Linked DNA regions of Ovis aries: region 1 is linked to region 2. Evidence: chromatin contacts called from public Hi-C data. All regions are on one chromosome and are shown on one strand. Each heading gives the region's core, a stretch centred on a gene start, on an enhancer-like site or on the middle of the called end of the contact. The rest is flanking DNA. Distances are from core to core; before and after follow the strand shown. Region 1 overlaps LOC121819090 (a long non-coding RNA gene). Region 2 has its middle 300 kb from the start of BTG1.

The links. A called contact is a pair of places that touch in the nucleus more often than the background predicts.
Region 1: a contact with region 2 is called in a Hi-C map of liver, with 7 times the contacts expected there. The contact joins two enhancer-like sites. A contact is called at or near these places in 3 of 16 Hi-C or Micro-C datasets (liver, mixed tissues and retroperitoneal adipose tissue).

The regions. Positions count from the first base shown.
Region 1 is chr3:128,468,878-128,472,346 of ARS-UI_Ramb_v3.0, reverse strand. It overlaps LOC121819090 (a long non-coding RNA gene), which reads left to right. Exons shown (of 5, transcript XR_009600206.1): 4 at 1-3,469. Among named protein-coding and RNA genes, the nearest start is that of BTG1, 68 kb to the left of the region's middle. Within about 2 kb of position 1,761, at least 19 of the 54 cell types and tissues checked have an H3K27ac peak or open chromatin away from gene starts, as enhancers often do. A contact at or near this core is called in liver, where this site is marked.
Region 2 is chr3:128,235,647-128,238,761 of ARS-UI_Ramb_v3.0, reverse strand. No RefSeq gene overlaps it. Among named protein-coding and RNA genes, the nearest start is that of BTG1, 300 kb to the left of the region's middle. Within about 2 kb of position 1,516, at least 25 of the 54 cell types and tissues checked have an H3K27ac peak or open chromatin away from gene starts, as enhancers often do. A contact at or near this core is called in liver, where this site is marked.

The sequences.
Region 1 (3,469 bases), core at 512-3,011, 230 kb before region 2:
GTTTCTTGTGAACACCTCTTTGGAAATTAGGAAAGACTGGATTCAAGGATGGAGAAGGAAATGGCAACCCACTCCAGTATTCTTGCCTGGAGAATCCCAGGGATGGGGGAGCCTGGTGGGCTGCCGTTTTTGCGGTCGCACAGGGTCGGACATGACTGAAGCGACTTAGCAGCAGCAGCAGGGTTCAAGGAGGAGGAGAAGATGGAGGGAAAACCTATTCTCAAATATTTCTCTATCCTTTGAAGATGCCATGTGAATAAAGGAGTGAGAGGAAAGATGTGTGGTTGCAGGAGGTGACCTTGAGAAAATCCAAGTGTATTTATTTGCTAGGACTGCCATAAGAGAGTAGTTGGTTTAAACAACAGACCTGGAGACTAGAGTCCAAGCTGAAGGTGCCAACAGGGTTGACTTCTTCTAAGAGCGGTGGGGCTTCTCCGGTGGCTGAGTAAAGAATCTGCCTGCCAATGCAGGAGATGCTGGTTTGATCCTCGGGTTGGGAAGATCCCCTGGAGAAGGAAATGACAACTTACTCCAGTATTCTTGCCTAATAAATCCCATGGACAGAAGAGCCTGGCGGGCCACAGTCCATGGGGTCGCAGAGTTGGACATGATTTAGCAACTAAACAACAACAGCAGCAAAGGCTGTGTGAGAGAATCTGTTCCCCTCCTGCCTCCTGGTTTCTGAGGATTTGCTGGTCATATATAGTCTTCCTGGGCTTAGGCATGCTTCATCCTGAATTCTGCCTTCATAGTCACATAACTGTCGCCCTGTGGGCCGCCTTGTCTCTGTATCCACATTTCTCCTCTTTCACGAGGGCACAGTCATATTGGAGTAGGGCCCCACCTCATGACCTCACCTTAACGTGATCATCTGCGGCCCCATGTTTCCAAATAAGGTTACATTCACAGGTATTGGAGGTTAGGACCTCAACATCTTTGGGAGAGAACCATTCAGCTTATAACACTTGGATTGACTGGAGGTGGAAAAATCCATTTTCTTCTTCTGTACCGAACTTCGATACGGAAGTTTCGGGGCTGTGCGTGAACGTTGCCTGTTGCTCACCGTCACAACTCACCAGTGCAAAGGCTGTTCTTTTCCACCTGTCTTGTGTTTATGTTCTCCTAAATAAGATTGCATATTGCTTTGTTACTAGCAGTGTAACTTTCTCCAAGGGAACGACTGTGTATGGTTTTGGAAAAGATGAATGGAATGAAATTTTCCATTTCAAGTATGAGAAATTGATCCAAACCATATAGTACTTCAGCAAGTAAGAACTGCTTTTAGATTCTTGCTAGCTGTTCTTTCACTCACAATTCCCCATCTCCGTCCCATGCAGGCATTCACATAATTCTAAAGCACACGCATGCATCTGCGTGCAGACAGACAGACAGACACACACACACAGAAAGTATGGTTTCCCAAAAGAAGACCTTGCTTTGGTCTGAAACAAGGCTACCCAAACAAGGTATTCATTTTCATTCCTCTGATGTAAAAGATTTCTTTTATCTTTTTTTTTTTCTGTTGTCTGTTTGGTTTTGTGTGTACGTGCGCGTGTGCACGTGTGTTTTATTACCCTCCACTGGTAGGTGATCGTCTCTTAGATGCCCAACCAGCTGTCTGCCGGCAGTAGAGGAAAAAGATAAACCCCTACTGGTTTCCCCCAGAGAAAACCTGCTTTATCTCAAGGAGCCGAGCTGCCAGGTGGGGTTGAGTAAACTCTGGGGTTACGATACAGTTGAGGCACAAAGTTCACCACCAACGTAAACCAGCCAGCCCAGTTCTGCTTTTTAATGTGCTCTAAACTGACAGAACTGAGCAATGTAAACAAGGGTGAAGCAATAGCTTCAGGAGCAAAAGGGGCCGAGATCTATTGACGACTAGTGGGTGAATTGGCTGCTTTAGCATCCTTATGCTTGGAATACCATTTTGTTAACTTGCCCACAAAACTTACTAGGAAATTAAGGCTGAGAGGGGAGAAGGTATGTGGAAATTTTAAGAGAGAAATTGTCCGTTGCCTGCTGGGCTTACAGAGTTAGAAGGACTTTATTATTAGAGCAACCACTTCAACCATCTTGCCTTACTTAGGCGAGGAAACTGACACTCGGGTAAATTAAATGCATGGGGCTGTATGCTTTAACGCAAAGTTTTGGGACCTTGGGTCGGTGTCTCTAACTTTGTAAATGGAGATACTAATAGGTGAACACTGTAGGTGATGGGTTGTTATGGGCCTTTAATGAGAGAGCACGGTCTGCGTTCCTAATGTGTCACCTTGTGAGCTACCTTTCCTCCTTAGGCCGGGATTACTCAGCTAATTAGTCCCAGAAGAGGGACTTGACATCATTTCTTAGCTGGATGTTTTACCTTTGCCTGTGTTACCTCAGCTAAGAAGCACATGATTTTGGAAATCCCCAGAAGAATGAGCTCTACGGTTAAATGAAAAAGCTCTTTCCAAATAGTTGTTTCCAGCGGCTCCACCAGCAACTTTCGCCAGAGCTGTTAATAATTAACCAAGGGGAGTGACTGGATGGAAACTTATCCAGGCCTCTCCAACGTGTTGTTTGCCAGAAACGGCGTGAGAGGCAGCCAAAAGAAGGATGAGAGGAGAAAGCCAGGGGCCTGTGAAAACACGTGTGTGATCGAACGTCCTGGCTCTTGGACAGATGGAGCCGTGAGACACAGAAGCACTTTCTCCATTTGTGTGTTTACGGGTTCAGGACCTCATTTCAGATCCAGAAGAGTGGACCAAGGCTCTCGGTTTTCTCAGTGGTGTTTACTTACTCGATAGATAAAACTGATTAGTGACTTTCTGCAGCTTTATCTGAATCCCAGTCACTGTTTTGATGCTGTGACCTTAGTAAGGGATCACATACAGTGGGTTTTGGAAGAGAATGGGGACGAATGGAGGGAGCAGGAGAGAAGGAGTGTGTTTGAGCATCAGGCATTGTTGTCCATGCTCTGGTGCTTGGCAATGCTGCATCGAGACCGGAGGTCAAAGAATGCTTAAGCTAGATACAAAAATAGAAGAAGAACCGAGGACCCCTGACTTCTCTCTAAAACACCAGTGAAGAAATTGTTCAGTGCCAGTGGTGGGCTGCCAGGTGAAGCCTGTGTCCCTAACTTTGCTCACTTTCACTGTTTAGTTCCACTGAGCAGTTGGTAACATGGCTATGTCACTGGAAGCTGTCTTTTCTCAGGAATGATCAGACGCTTGTCCAACAATGTCAAAGTAAGGCCAGATCGTTTTCCCACCCAGTTTCAGAATGAGAGGTCAAAGTGCTCCAGGTGATGTGAATTGATAGCCACCCCAAGTTATCAAACACTCAGAGGCTGTCCGGGCCACCACCGTGCAACAGTTGCTCAATGGTTCCTTGTTGAGCAAATAAGTGACGGAAGAGGCTAATGATGAAGGCCGTTGCCCTTGATTTAGATGACTCACACCAACCTTGACTTGTTGGGCAACTATCCTTT
Region 2 (3,115 bases), core at 267-2,766:
AGAATGTGCAGCACACAGGTAGGTACTTGAAAATCCAGGCACTTCTAAATCCAGATTCTATTAGGATTTTGTTTGGAATAAGAGGATGGGCAGGAATGGTCCCTCAGAGAAATGACATTTCATTAAAATAATATCTAGAGCATTCTGTCAGTAAGGATTGAGTCTGCTATGTGATATTATTCGGTTTTTATCTTTTAATGATGATTTTGTTTCTTACAACCTCGTGTCAGTTTCATTCAGTTCAGTTCAGTTCAGTCACTCAGTCGTGTCTGATTCTTTGCTACCCCATGAACTGCAGCATGCCATTCTTTTTTTCTCCATCTCTATTTTTTTCTTTCGTCCTTTTAAGAAGTGACTGCAATCTGTGTAAAGCTAATATTATAACTATTACCTATATTAAGCAATCAGGATCCATGGCTACCTGGACTGAATGAAATGGAAAAACTGGTCAGTCATTTACTTTCTGTGATTTATATCAACTTTATCTGAACAATTTAAACCTCTGAACTCTAAGCTTACAGCTATATCTCAATAGGGAGTTGTATTCTTCATAAATAAAATTCAGACTCTCTGGTCTCCCATGTTGAATGATTAAATGTCCAGAACAGTCAAAACGTATAGCTGGAGCAGACTGTACATGACATGTCATGAGGATTAGGCTGTGGTGTATGTGTATTAGGAGTTTTTTTGTGGGGAGGGCATGCACAGAGATAGATCTGAATATCTTTGTATACTTTACCCAAGTGACCCTATGAATAGAAGCAGAACAGCACCTTCTGTTTGCTTGTTTCTTTCAGGCCTTTATTACAAATTGTAGGTTTAAAAAAAATCTCTTTATGTTCCTTTTGTTGTTGTTAGTGTCCTATTTAAAAATTTTGGTGCCCCAGGACAGGGGTTGTTGCTTACCATTGCATAGCATGTAATAGTGTCAGCTCCAAGGCCGGGTGGCAAATATGTGTTGTATGATTGACGAGCCCTCTCCCATTGGCAATGAGACTGCTTTTGCAATTGGTCTCCTTAAATAGCACTACTTACTTGTTAAAAACGTGCTTTCCACATTGGCTTAGATCTTTCATTGGCATAAGCCCTTGGCCACTCTGCTCTGACACAGATCACTTTCTGATCACTCGGCAGTTTTCTGACCTCCTTCTCACAGGGAGACATGTTGACAATTGCATCCGTTTTCATTCAACAGCACTGTTGTGCCCAACCCCTACCTCTAAATTGCAGTTCTTTGATTCTTTATTACCCATCTAACGTGCCCCAGCCTGGTCTGGGATTCCACAAAGTCCTTGGCTTTAGATTATAAATAGGGTTGCAACTCAAGTGGAGTCTTGTCAGCCTGTTTACTAGGCTGCTTTCAAGATTGCTCAAACCCAAATAGCCAGGGGAGAGATGGAAACTTAATTTGTTTCAGGCTTCTATGCCTGGAGGCAAGGCAGACTCTGATTCCCATGAGCAGACTACTAAATGTTTTCACTCTGGGTGAGCAGCAAAGACTTCATGCACAGGACATACAGAGACTTCCCAGCAGGTACAGTTCATGCTCAAATAATAGGCTTACCTGTCACACACGGAACAAGACCCATGTACCCAGGAGGTTGAGCAATTCTTTGCTTGTTCAATATGTTAATCCTTAACTCAGTTAAACAGAGGCACTGGCACACACTGCAGAAAGTACAGCAAACACTCCATGTGCCAAACACGATGGGACTTTTTCCTGCTCTCCTCTGTCTTCACCTCCACCAGTCTCTACTGGAATAACAAGTTTTAAAGTCCTTTCTGCTGTCCTGGAAGCTGTTATTGTGGAGACAAAACCCTGCCATCAGGGCAAACAAAACTTATGCAATATTGAAGCCAGTGTTCGGAAGAAAGACTCTTAGGCAAGAATTAAGTTTGAAATTGTAATGTGTTAAGTGACATAATATGAAAGAATTACTGTTTTGTGATCCATGTAGAAAAAGGGATGGTACACTGAATGTGTCCCAATGATTTAATTTAATTCAGTTCAGAAATTGTTTATGAACACCAATCATGACGCCTTGAATTAGACTATATGTTAGACACTGAACGGGAAGAGAACAGATTCTGCTTAGGAAGCCCACAGTTTGGATGCTGACTGAGTCACACAGGCCAGTGCAACACCTGTGACGAACACAGAGAACAGCCTGTAGTAAGCATTTAATAACCAGTGTGCTTTTGTGTTATTTTTGCGTTATTATTATTAATGTGACAAGTATCCTATTTCTGCTAAGTGTCAATTACAGAACTGGCTGAATATTTTTTATTACACCTATGGGAGGCTTACTATAGAAAGTAATATATGAACTGATTCTTGAATAGTGATCCTGCTAGTAGGAAGAAGGGAAGGACATTTCGATGTAGGGGATGGCATGTACAAAACATCCCTGGCATAAAGGAACAGCCACTTACTTCAGTGGCAAGAAGTGTCTAGATCCCTCCTGGCAGGCGAGGGCACACATGGCAAGAGAACAGTCCACCCTACTCTAGTCCAGACTTATGGTCCTTGTCCAGGATAGACCAGACCAGGATAACGTGAGACAGTGTAGACAGAGGGAGGTTTCGAAACACAGCAAACGAACGCATCCAGAGTAAGCAGAAAGCAATGCCAGCGGTCAAGCTTGAAGAGCCAGCTGAATCTGTGGGTGGGATAATGAGTAATTCAGTGAAACGTCAATAGGGATTGGAAGGATGACAAATGAAGATCTGGAAGTAAGTTGGAAGTGAGGGTATTTCATTTGGATTACGATTGCCACCACTGAAAATAGATGAGACAAGATGGAAAAGCACCACCTAGGAAGCAGTGCAAAATTCAGGTAGGTGATAATGACCTGAAATCAGGCAGTAGTACTGGGTTCAAGTGTGAGAAAAGGTTAGGAAGCAAAATGCATCACTCTCGATAAACAATGGAATGTGAGGCTGAAAGGATAGGTGTAGAAAATGCTGCTGTGGTGCTCAGGGTCAACACTTTGCAGAGAGTGGGATATAGACTGAACAAATAACTGATTTATGTTGACCCAATAGGTAGAATACATGAGTCTGGAAACCAAAGAGAAGGACCATTGGCCTCTCTTCATCATCATTCTTTAGGCAA